Regions from separate parts of the Mus musculus genome. Here all the other regions are linked to region 1. A link is a contact called in public Hi-C and HiChIP or PLAC-seq data. All regions are on one chromosome and are shown on one strand. The core of a region is the stretch at or near the end of the contact, and the rest is flanking DNA. Distances in the headings are between cores, read along the strand shown. Region 1 overlaps Gm33370 (predicted gene, 33370). Region 2 holds the start of Paqr3 (progestin and adipoQ receptor family member III). Region 3 overlaps Bmp2k (BMP2 inducible kinase).

What was found. A called contact is a pair of places that touch in the nucleus more often than the background predicts. HiChIP or PLAC-seq counts read pairs in DNA pulled down with a chosen protein or histone mark.
Region 2: a contact with region 1 is called in a Hi-C map of Th1 cells, with 2.3 times the contacts expected there. The contact joins the promoter of Paqr3 here to the enhancer-like site in region 1. A contact is called at or near these places in 2 of 39 promoter capture datasets (the C10 cell line and pre-B cells), 8 of 484 Hi-C or Micro-C datasets (CD4 T cells, CD8 T cells, Th1 cells and 4 more), 7 of 115 datasets of contacts at active chromatin or transcription factors (the 230-238 cell line, the HPC-7 cell line, effector CD8 T cells and 4 more) and 2 of 9 other capture datasets (adipose tissue and liver).
Region 3: a contact with region 1 is called in an H3K27ac HiChIP or PLAC-seq map of regulatory T cells, with 6 times the contacts expected there. The contact joins two enhancer-like sites. A contact is called at or near these places in 4 of 15 datasets of contacts at CTCF or cohesin (CD8 T cells, the NIH/3T3 cell line, large pre-B cells and 1 more), 53 of 484 Hi-C or Micro-C datasets (the AtT-20 cell line, B cells, the BV-2 cell line and 33 more), 22 of 115 datasets of contacts at active chromatin or transcription factors (the 230-238 cell line, CD8 T cells, the HPC-7 cell line and 16 more) and 1 of 9 other capture datasets (bone marrow-derived macrophages).

The regions. Positions count from the first base shown.
Region 1 is chr5:96,915,113-96,919,016 of GRCm38.p6, forward strand. All of the region lies in intron 1 of Gm33370 (predicted gene, 33370), which reads right to left. Among named protein-coding and RNA genes, the nearest start is that of Gm8013, 4.2 kb to the right of the region's middle. Within about 2 kb of position 1,924, at least 116 of the 459 cell types and tissues checked have an H3K27ac peak or open chromatin away from gene starts, as enhancers often do. A contact at or near this core is called in the 230-238 cell line, CD8 T cells, Th1 cells and 13 more, where this site is marked.
Region 2 is chr5:97,109,339-97,113,242 of GRCm38.p6, forward strand. Paqr3 (progestin and adipoQ receptor family member III) reads right to left here and starts at 2,258. Exons shown (of 7, transcript NM_001359910.1): 1 at 1,921-2,258. The coding sequence starts at 2,105.
Region 3 is chr5:97,054,033-97,057,936 of GRCm38.p6, forward strand. Bmp2k (BMP2 inducible kinase) reads left to right here. Exons shown (of 16, transcript NM_080708.1): 9 at 820-899; 10 at 2,834-2,994. Among named protein-coding and RNA genes, the nearest start is that of Paqr3, 56 kb to the right of the region's middle. Within about 2 kb of position 1,844, at least 13 of the 459 cell types and tissues checked have an H3K27ac peak or open chromatin away from gene starts, as enhancers often do. A contact at or near this core is called in CD8 T cells, Th1 cells, Th17 cells and 5 more, where this site is marked.

The sequences.
Region 1 (3,904 bases), core at 674-3,173:
TAGGTTCCATTCCAACACAGAGTGAAGATAATGACTTCCCTCTAAACACGCTAAATAAACCATACCATATACTGTTGTGGGATCTCCTTATCTGGAAACAGTTGTCGGATAGTGTTAGGTTACCAAGAATCAAGAACTTGGTCTTTTAGAGTTGCTTGTGCAGGTCTGTTATGAAGTTGGGAAGAATCCTGCTTGCTCTATGCACTCTGGTAATGCAAACTGATCTCCTCAACCATCATGATGAGCAACCAACTGGAACCTGTATATTCATGAAGTCATAGCCACCAAGAGCTGGAAGGACTCACAACAGGTGATGAAAGTCACTGCCCTCAGCTTCCCTTATGGTACTAGTTAATGCCCTAAGGGGACATTAACTTTTTTAACTATTCTTAATAAATTTTTATATTAATGAGAGTGTTAAATATGTGGTATAATCATACATCCGTGCTTACCTTCCTTATGTGATCTAAAAAATGTATTATGTGATTCCTTATGTGTTCTAATTCCTTATGTGATCTAAAAAATTCCTTATGTGATCTAAAAAAATGTATTCACAACCAATCAGTTTCTGATTGGATCTAAGACAGCCCCCCTCCATCCCCCCCCCCCCAGTGAGATGGAACTCATTCCTGGCACTAGTAACAGGGCCAAGAAGCTATGACTAGGTAGATTATGGGCCCTAGGAGAGAACCTATGATTATTATTCTGTCAAGTGGACTGAATAACTGAGTATTCAAAACATTCCCCATGACTTGCTGCCGTGCCTACAGATTGGAGCACCTCTCAACTCCCGCCAGAGAAGCTTCCTATAGTCAGACAATGATTGATAGAGACCCAGAAGTGGTCAATGGGAAAAGAGTGAGAGACTGTGTGGAGTGATCAGCCCTAAATGGGAAATCTATATCATCCCCTCCCACCATGGCTCAGGGAAGTAGACTAATGATGGAGTTGAAGGACTGAGAGCCAGAGGTAGAACATGACTTCAGGAAACACTGTTTTCCATAAATGACAGGGCAGGTGCACACATGAGTTCAGACGGGCTGTGACAATGTGCACAAGACCCGTGCAACCTCCAGCCAAACACAATCCAATCCCAGCATGAAGGTGGGTAGGTTGTCAGGAGGAAATCTGCCACTAGCTGAAGAGCTATGAGCTTCAAGGAGAGGGAGAGTGAACTCTCTTTAATCACATCACTTCAGGTAGGTGGACCAAATTCCAGGGCAGGCCTCTCTCCCAAGAGCAGTTGACTCAGTGTGGTTGAGGAATGGGTTCAAAAGTTACATAGGTAGGGAGGTGTCTTAGTTAGGGTTTTACTGCTGTGAACAGATGTCATGACCAAGGCAACTCTTATAAGGACAACATCTAATTGGGGCTGGCTTACAGGTCTAGTGGTTCAGTCTATTATCATCAAGGCAGGAACATGGCAGCATCCAGGCATGGTGCAGAAGTAGCTGAGAGTTCTACATCTTCATCTGAAGGCCATTAGAAGACTGGTTTCCATACAGCTAGGATGAGGGTCTTAAAGCCCACACCTACATTGCCACGCCCACTCCAACAAGGCCACACCTTCTAATTGTGCCACTCCCTGGGCCAAGCACATACAAACCATCACAGAAGGTTAGAGTAGAGAGAGTGGATATAGAAGCTGGGAAGGGTCAATACAACAAAAACACATCGTATAAAATTCTGAAAGAATTAAAAAATATCTTTTTTAAAAAGGAACATATTCATCCTAGCAATGTCAATTTTAGGAAGTATGAAACATAAGTTGAGAGAACAGAGTCATTTATTTGAGGCAAATGATAGGTAAGGTATTCAGCCTTCAACGGAAGATGATGTCAGTAGGGCATCTAAGAACCAGACCTGGCCTTTGACCTGGTTGGTTAGTTGTGTTTCAAGATGAAAAATATTTTCTCAATTCTATCCAGTTCCTCTTGGGGTAGACAAGAGCTAAAAATGAAAGAAACGACAACGTGTTTTTGTTCAGCCCGGGCTCCTGGGGAAATCCCTTAACATCCTCAGCTAGTTGCTATGGAGGCAGCCAGAGATGAGCTCAGCTAATGAATTTGGGCTGACACTGTTGTGGGACGATATGACAGTCGCAATTAGTAGACAACTGAGTGTTAGGATTGTGCACCAAATAAAAATAGAAAGGCCACAATACAATTCACCAATCTAAAACCACGAGGGTCCCCTCAGAATGTATTTCTAAATGTTGGCTGAAGGAGCTGTGCACATTGTTTTCCTGTATACCTTCTCGTCTGCAAAGATTCCAGGGAGAGCAATTTACCTGCACATTGTCGCCAGGGCACAAAGGATGGGAGCTATTTGGGGAAGTAGCTGAGTTTTTTAATACTTTTGAAACGTTGTATTCCAGCCTTGTAGGGTTTTTAGAGTTACCCGGTTGTCATTGTAGACATTCTTCTCCCAATCATCAGGTTAAGTAGAAAGGGTTAAAGAACTAGACACCATGGTTTTGTTTAAAAGGACAATGATTGTACCATTGTCTGTTCTTGTCTGTACTCTGGGCTGGAGGATTTTTTTTTCTTCTTCCTGTTCAGAGCTTCCTGTTTAGTATTGGTCTGAGCGTGGAGAAGCGTCACTCAAATTCTGTAACAACAAACTGCAAGCTAAGGCTTTTCTCTGCTTTGTTTAATTTTCCTGAAGTGCCCCCTTTTCCCGAAATGATTTATCGTTGACCCGGCATGTTTTTCATCTTACTCAACACTCCCCTGGGGACATATTTAAAAACACAACTTAACTATAGTTCTCCTGGGTAGGGAAGTGGTGGGCTGAGGCAATGAAACCAAAGCACAGATTTGAGTGACCGTGGGCTGTTGACTTTATGCTAGCCTTTCATAAAGGGAGCTTTCAAAACAGAGTGGCCATTCCGCAAACAGTGTGCATTTCGTGGAAGCCCAGCTGGCTTCACGCCTGCCTTTCTCCCGGCCACAATGATCCTAACCAGCAATGTCTTTGTGTCATGATGCAGAAAGTTGGCAAGTACACATGGGCATAATGCTGAAGGGTGACTTCTAAGTGGGGGAGGGGATAGAGAAGGAACCAAAACCCTGTGTGGTGACAGGCTCCTCTCTGACATTGGCTCTTGCAATAGAGTCCACTCACTACTGTTGCCTCTCCAGAAGGGAGTGTGGTATGTTATTTTTAGGCATAAATTGAAATTTCTTTTGTTGCTAAAGTATATATAAAATAGAAGCCTGTGTTAATTGACTTTCTTTTTCTTTTGCTGTGTTCTAAATACTTCTGGAGACATTCTCCTGTAATTAGGAAAATGACTAAAGTCTCTGAAGATGGAACTGTGTTAATGATGAAAAGTTTTGATGTCAAACCACCATTAGAATAGAGCACTAAAGGTTTTACAAGTTCTGAACACGATGAATGTTGTTGATTGCTTATTTCTAAAAGAATCTTCCTTGTTTCTTTTTCTCCTTTCTTCCCACCTAATCATAAGTCTGAGAAAGGCTGATTCCAGTTTGCATGAGTAGCCTAGTTGGTCTATACAATGTCTTCCCCCTGTCAGGAACAGACTCAAGAGTGGTCATGTGGTTCAATCACGGCCAAGTTTGTGTGTGTGTCTTAGTGTGTGTCTGTATGTGAGTGCATGTGTGTTTGTGTGTGTGTATTTTTGTGTGAATGTGTGTGTTGTGTGTCTTTGTGTAAATGTGTGTTTGTGTGTCTATGTGTATACGAGTATGTCAGTGTATGTGTGATTATCTGTGTGTGTCTGTGTGTTTGCGTGTGTGTGTTTGCGTGTATGTATTTTTGTGTGAATGTGTGTGTTGTGTGTCTTTGTGTAAATGTGTGTGTTTGTGTGTGTGTGTCTATGTGTATATGAGTATGTCAGTGTATGTGTGATTATCTGTGTGTCTCTGTGTGTGTCTGT
Region 2 (3,904 bases), core at 1,008-3,507, 190 kb after region 1:
AAGGCAAGTCCTCTGGGAGGGCAGCCAAAGCTCTTAAGCACTGAACAATCCCCCCACGCCCAAGCCCTGAATCAGAAGTTGTGAAGAACACGAATGTACAACTAGCTGTGTGCAGCAGTCCCTTCGGGTCTCACGGCCTTATCTGTATGAGGGCAAAACATGGTGAAGTCTCCATAATCAAGAATAAAGAATATTGTGTATCTGGAGACGCAGACTTTATCATGCCTACCATCAACATAAAGGCTCTCTGCAATTGGGGGAGGAACTAACAGAATGCTCTAGAAGCATCTAATTACAGGGCTGTTTTGGCAAGCAGCGCTACATTCTGCCTGTTGCCTCAGCACTCATTGGATGGAACCCAGTATAACCTGATTAACTAAACATACTCTATCCATGTTCCTTCCCAGGAACAGAGGCAGGTAGAATGGATGGACATATAAAACCTCTCTTCACGTGTAAAATCTGTCTGTGAGACTCTTGAAAGTTAGAAGAAGAGAGGCTAAAGGTCCAACTTGGATAAGATCAACATTGTAGGAAGACTATCCCCACAAAAGACAAAGTAGTACTGTCAGAAAAGCTGGGCACTCGTAAATTTTGTTTATCTTCAAAATCAACAGGTTAACTCTTGCTCAAATTTCTGAAGCAGTTAAGAGGCATGTTTGTGAACTTGCATCTGACTCAACAACTCAAGATCTAACGTTTTATAAGTCCTGGTTTCAACTCCTTCAGATTTGGACTCAAGACATCAGAATGCAGAGGAGCACTGCTGGGTGGGTACAATATTCACAGCAGTCCACTTCTGGCCTGTCTCCTCCATCCCCACAGCAGGGCCTAGCTCTGATTTCTTAATTATGTACCAGAAGCACTGGGGAGATAAAGCAGTAATTAAAACTCAAATTGTGACATCCACTTGGTCATCCATTCAAACAAGGCCACAAAAATCCTTTCAAGGCAGTACAAAAAGAAATGGGATGGGGAAAGACTGTGCTGGAGAGATCAATAAACGCACACGTGGCTGCTAGTTGGGCAATTCAACAGCCCACACTGTGGGAAGCAGAGATGGCCACTCCAGTGACCTGGAGGGCTGCACCATGCTTCTGATAGAGCAAAAACTTTAGTACATACAGTGAGGTCTGACAGAAGACTACCCTGAAAACCAAAGCCATTTTTAAAATTTTCTTTTTAAACAGAAGCTTCTGAGACTCTCATTTTAAAGCTCTAAATCAACAAACCCATGTTGTTTGGAGGCTTCTAAGGTGTTCTGTTGGTCTGGCTGTCCCCTTTCAGAGTTCTTTGCTACAGGGTTTCTCCTACACAGCACTTTCCACAATTACTATTATGTAATAGTGTAATTATCCCTTTAGTGTCTGCCACTCAGGCTAGACCTCAGCAGCTTCATGGGAACGAGGACCATGCCTGCCTTCTGCAACTGGTATAGTGCCTATTAGCTAGCAGAGCCTCAATGCGCATTTGGTAGATGATTGAATGAATCAGGGCTTCCCACATACATATGCACAACAATGTGGACCTGTCTGCTATTGAATGGACATTCAGCTGGCCAACACTTCTGAATCCCCACAGAGCTGCCCTAGAAACACAGCTCAGGTATACAAAGCAAATAAGGTTCGGCCTTTGTCAGTAGGGAAGATTCCAACCCATATCCCCAGTGATTACCAAATGGAAAAAAGGATGTAAAAGCGCTTTGTAAACAGCAAAGGGCCAATGGAGAAGGGAACGATGACCACTGTAAATATCATTGTTATTTCGTGGATCAAGGGCCCGCGGAGGAGAGAGAGCAGAAAAAAGATAAAGGGCCCAAAGGTGAGGAATTGATGCGCACAGAGAATAGCGGAGAAAGATGGGGAGAGCAGACAAAAAGCGTGAGAGGAGAGGATGCGCCGCAGGGAGCAGCCACTGTACCTTTTGATACACAGTCTGGAAGGAAGGTAGGCCCGGTAGCCGTCGGTGATGTAGGGGTTGTCTTTGAGGGATACCGGGATCTGTTCATAGGTGTAGAGGCGGATGCCGCGGGGTACCAGGACCGGCCAGTATTGGTAGCTGCCCAGCTCGATGTAGTGCGCACTCTTCAGCAGCTTCTGATGCATGGTTCCCAGGCGCCGGCCCGGCCCCGCCTCCCCGGGGAGGGGGCTTTGCCGCTGGCGCCCCCGCCCCGGAGCCGCCGCCGCTGAGCCAGGAGCTTCGGCCCGCGTCTGCTCAGGCCCGGCTCCGCTACACACACCTCCGCCGCTTCAGCTCTGGACGGCCGCCGGCGTCGCAGCCTGGTCTGACGTCAGCGCGCCGAAAAGCCCCGCCCTCTCCACGCCCCTCGCCTTGGCGGCCCGCCCTTCCTTCGGGCTTTACCAGCAGGACCCGCCTGCCGCCCCGTCCTTTACCTGGCTGGAGAGCCCCCTAGTTCCTCCTTCGCCAGCCAGTCAACCTCTGGCCCCGCCCTACTGGGTGTCCCGCCCCTAGCCAAACCCTCTTAGCCGGTCCACCGCTAGTCCCGCCCTTCTACCCGGGCCGCCCCTAGTCCCGCCCCCATCCGGCCCGCCCCTAGCCCCGCCCTTCTGCTCTGCCCGCCCCTAGCCCCGCCCCTATCTGGCCCACCCCTAACTCCAATCAGGTCCGCCCATCTCCCTTCAGCTTCAGGTGAAAAATCCAAATCCAAGTACGACCAAATCCAAGTGATTCTTTTTTTTCTGTTTTCCATTAGAAGTGATATTTACTGTATTTTGAATAACAAGAAGAGAGTAACAGAAAGGTAAATAATTCAAGCTAACTTACAGCTGGATGGTGTATTGTTGATGAGATACACACAGAAGGGACCTTGGTGTGGATTTTTTGTTTTTGTTTTGTTTTGTTTGTTTTTGACTACTAGGTACATTAGGATTTTTTATATATTATATTTATTAACAAGTTAAGGTCGTATTTAGGACAAGACACATATCATAGTAATTCATATAAATATCTACCTATATACACTGATACAGCTGTGTGAACTGAGGAATTATTTTATGATGGCAAGGTTAAACTTGAAACTTATCTTTAAAGTACGTTTATAAGAGGTAAGAAATGTGATCATGTCTTCAAGGTGAGTCACTACTGAGTGAGAGTCATCTGGTAATTATCTTTGAGTTCAGGGGAAGACCATGAAAATGTAAATATATATATTAAAAGACCATAAATATTTTATTGTTGGACAGTTTATCAGTCGGGAAAGAGACTCATTCTGGATATCACCAATCGTTTTGTTTTAGTTCAAACTGTCTAACTCAGATTTCTTTCTTTTATAGAATACAATGATACTTTATAAAACTTAATGTTTTTCCATATAATATATCCTGATCACTGCTTTCTTTCCCCCATCTTCTTCCAAATCACTCCTACCTTCTCGCCATTGAAATTCCATGCCCTTTTCCTCTCTCTAGAAAACAGACAGGTAGTTTAAAAATAAAACTATGAAACAAATAAAACAAAGGAAAAGCACAATAAACACAAATGTACAGAGATATGTACACATAGAAGCACACAAATACAGACAACTCTATAAAAAACACAAAATCAGAAACCATAATACAAGCAAAAGATCAACAGATAAAAAAGTCCAGCAATGTGGGACAAAACTTTTTTTTTTGGTAAGGCAAAGGACATTGTCAATGGGACAAAATGGCAGACTGGGCAAAGATCTTCACTAACTCTTCATCAGACAGTGGGCTAATATCCAAAATATATAAATATACAAAGAATTCAAGAAGTTAGACTCCAAAAAAACCAAACCAAAACCAAACAAAACAAAAAAACCAACCAACCAACCAAACAACAACAACAAAACCCAAATAGCCCATTTTTTTAAAAATGAGGTACAGAACTAAACAGAGAATTCTCAACAAAGGAATCTTTGAGT
Region 3 (3,904 bases), core at 594-3,093, 140 kb after region 1:
GCCTGCCTGCCTGCTTTCTTCTCCCCCTCCTATTTTTTAAATTTAGGGGGGGTTTTGTTGTTTTTTGTTTGTTTGTTTGTTTTGTTTTTGTTTTTTTGAGACAGAGTCTCTCTCCATAGCCTTGGCTGTCCTGGAACTCACTCTGTAGACTAGGCTGGCCTTAAAGTCACAGACTGTAAGGCTCTGACTTGCAGTCACTTCCTGCACAGTGCCGTGAACTACTCATGCCACGTTTCTGCTACTGTTAACGAAGGTTTCTAGCTTATCATTGATTCCGTAGACATTCTGGTCTGACTTGCCCTGGTTCCTTCAGGTGTAACCTCACTCTCCTACTTAGACTGTGTGATGCTCTGACCTCTCAGTGGGGAGAGTCCCTTTGCCTGAGGTGTACCTGCCTTCAGCTTTCAGTTCAGCTCCTGCTTATGGTGACCCAGACTGACACAGACACGGCTTTAAGATGAACTGTCCTCCAGGCTTTACAGCCTCATGACAGTTATGAGTAGTACTTAGAAACATGATTGTTGTCCTGGTTGTTTTCTTAGTTTCTGAAGTACAAAATATCATTGATTTATAAATGTGTTATCATTTTTTTTAATTCAAGGTTTACCCAAAAGAATAGTGTATACAGTGATTCTGTGATCATCTTCTAATGATTTCTGTGGGCATCAATATGAAGATGACATGTCTGTAAAGGGATATTTACAGAGTAAATCTGAGGAATATGTCTGAATACTAGTATTTCACGCAGTGCTTTAAAAGTTTAATAGTCTATCTATAGCATAAGATCATAACATGTTCTTTTTTTTTTCTTCTTCCAAGAATTCTTTTCTTCCATCAACTCTTCCCGAGCCGATGACTGCTACTGAAGCTGCTGCTAGGAAAAGCCAGATGAAAGCCAGGTAGGCAGGGATGCGCTGTGGCCGATGGGCATCTTGTCAGAGGAAAGGCTGTAGTTTCCATTCCATAAACACTGTCTCCACTTACCCAGTATGCCGAGTTGTTCAGTCTGTGGTGCTAGAGCTTAGATGGTAGGTGAGGAAAAACAAAAGCTCAAAGGTACACTAGAGGGCCTGACAGCAGGCTCCTGTGAGCGCCCGCTCACCAGGGAGGGCCTGAGGACCGACCCGGACTGTAGGACTGTTGATGTTGCAGGGGGCCGTCTCTGTGGACATGTGGCTGTCGTCATTTTTGACTCTGGCTAGTCTGAATTCAGGGAACTGCAGAGGCGAGTTAATAGCTATTAAGCCTATTACTTCTATTTAAGGAAGGAAAAAATAATTGTCACAGGCCATTAGTGTATGTAGTTTGTAGAATTTATGTGTGTATGTGTGCTTGGTAAAGAATCAAGTTTGAAATCTTATTTTTCAGTAATTTACTCCATTAGTAAGCTTTTGCAGGCAACTTGATTATTAAAATGAACTATGATTGGCTATTATGTAAATGATCTTGCCGACTTCATTACATTTTTAGACAGCTTGTACCATACCACTCTGGTCATCTGGTCATCTCCCCTGTTATTATTAGGAGACCTCATACCTACAATATGCTTATACAATTTTCTGGAAAAAAAATTGCCTTCCAAAGTTTTTTTTTTTAATAACTTCATGCACCATAATAGCTTTTGATCATGTGTGCTTCCCTTACCATTCTTGTCTCCTCCCACTGCCCCCCTTCACTTCCTCTTCCCAAACAACCCCCTTCTATATTACTTCCTGTCTTTCTTTTTATCACCTACTGAATTCCTTTAAGGTACCAACCGGAATTTTCTGAAATGTTGTCATGCAGTTTTTTGTTACTTTCCTTTTAGAAAGATAAGTGTTGGGGGGCTCCCTCTAGTGGTACATAGAGGTATTATGAAAGAGGGGTAGTGTGTGCTGCAGGAACTGTGGGCATGATAAATCAGGCATATACAGTGTTAGTTGTTAAATCATTTGAAATCATATTAAGTGAAGTCACTAAAAATATAGGAGAGATTTATTAATGTTTTATAGAGTTTATAAGTATAGAAAGCAAAGTTGAAAAAATATGTAATTTTCAGATTATATTGGTCCCACACTCATGCACATACTGGCAGTACTAAATGGACTGAGTGGGTATCAAAAACAAACAAACAAACAAAAGATCTCATGAAGTTGTGAGGGGCAAGTTTTGAGGGAAATAAGGAGGAAGTTGGAGGGGAGAGATTTGGGGATTGGATTTGTTTCAGATACATTGTGTGCATGTATGAATGCTAAAAATAAATTTACCTATTTTTATTGTTGTTTTGAAATGTCACTTATGTCTGCTAATCCTTGTTTTCAAAATTGTGCTTGCTGTTCTGCTGTGTGCATTTGGGGCTTATGCGGAGTCCCAGTCAGACATTTCTCCTGATTGCCATTCAGTGTTCTAGGACAACAAAGGTTGGGTGAGCAGGCAGCCTGACTTGGCAAGCACTGGCTTCTCTGGTTTTACCTGCTCTAGGAGACAGACAGCATTTTCTTTCTCTTGAGTCCAAGTGAGGGGGATTATTTCTTGTGTCTTTTTAAAGAACTGGATCTGGGTTTTGTACAAAACCCTGTGAGAACATTGCTCTCTGTGCACTCTCAGTCGTAATGCTGTCCCTTAAGTCTCCTGTACTTCCAGCTTGGCAGGCTGACGTTTCAACAGCTATGGCTGCCTGTATTGTTTTCTTTATTAGCTTTATTGAGCTGATATTCTGAGGTGGATACTTAGAAGGAAACCAGATGACTGATGTGGTCATCTGTAATAATCAACTGTGTCTGTATTTTGTAGAATGAATAGTAATTTAGAGATAATTTCATTATTTGGAATGAATTATATTTTTCTATTATAGAATAACAGATACCATTGGACCAACAGAAACCTCAATTGCACCAAGACAAAGACCAAAGGCCAATTCCACTGCTGCCACTTCCAGTGTGCTGACCATTCAGAGTTCAGCAACGCCTGTCAAAGTCCCTGCTCCTGGGGAGTTCAGCAACCACAAACCCAAAGGTAATTAGCCTTTGCAATTCTGACCTTTCGATAAGGTTTGTTTGCCTTGGAGTATAAATAAATTTAATTGACCATCGTAAAGCACAGAGCCCAGTGCTTTAAGGAAAGCCTGGCTACATGGCTCGGTCAGTAACGTGCTCGCTGTGCAGGCATGAGCACCCAGGTGGAGATCCCTGCCCCCTCAGTAAAGACAGATGGGCATGGCAGTGTGCTTCCGCAACCCAGCCTGGGTGTGAGGTGGTGCACGGTGTGGTGGGAGTGGGCCGCTGCGGGGGATGGGCTAGGGGTAGAGACAGGCCTGTTTCCGGTTTGAGGGCCAGCCAGTCCAACTGCAATGACAGCTTAGTGAGAGACTTGTCTTTAACAGAAAAACGTGGGACAGTGACTGAGGACATCCAGACCCCAACCTTTGTCCTCTGCATGTGGATGAGCCCTCTCATGTACACACACGCACACACACACACGCACGCACGCACGCACGCACGCACGCACACACGCACACACGCACCACAAGAAACTGTCTACTGATGTCCCGTAAACCAAACCTTTTTTATTTAAATTAAGGACCTCAACATAAAACCAGATACACTGAATCTGAACTATTTTTTTCTAAAGGCAAAGCAGAGTTATTAGTGATATAAATGTTTATAGAAGTCTCGGTTTGCTTTGATATATGGTCATCTCTTTGATATATGGACCCAAGCTCATCTCTTGGGTCATCAGCCGAGAGCTTTGAGGCTGGCTGTACAAGCGCAGGAGACTTAGATTGGACAGGAAGGGATTTCAAGTTCATCTCGTAGTGTTACAGGTCTCTCGAGCCTTGGGGAAGGAGCCATGTGGAGATGACAGCATAAGCACTGTCTCATTTGATTGTGAGAAATCGTTTTTATAATGCTTTTTTGTTTGAGTC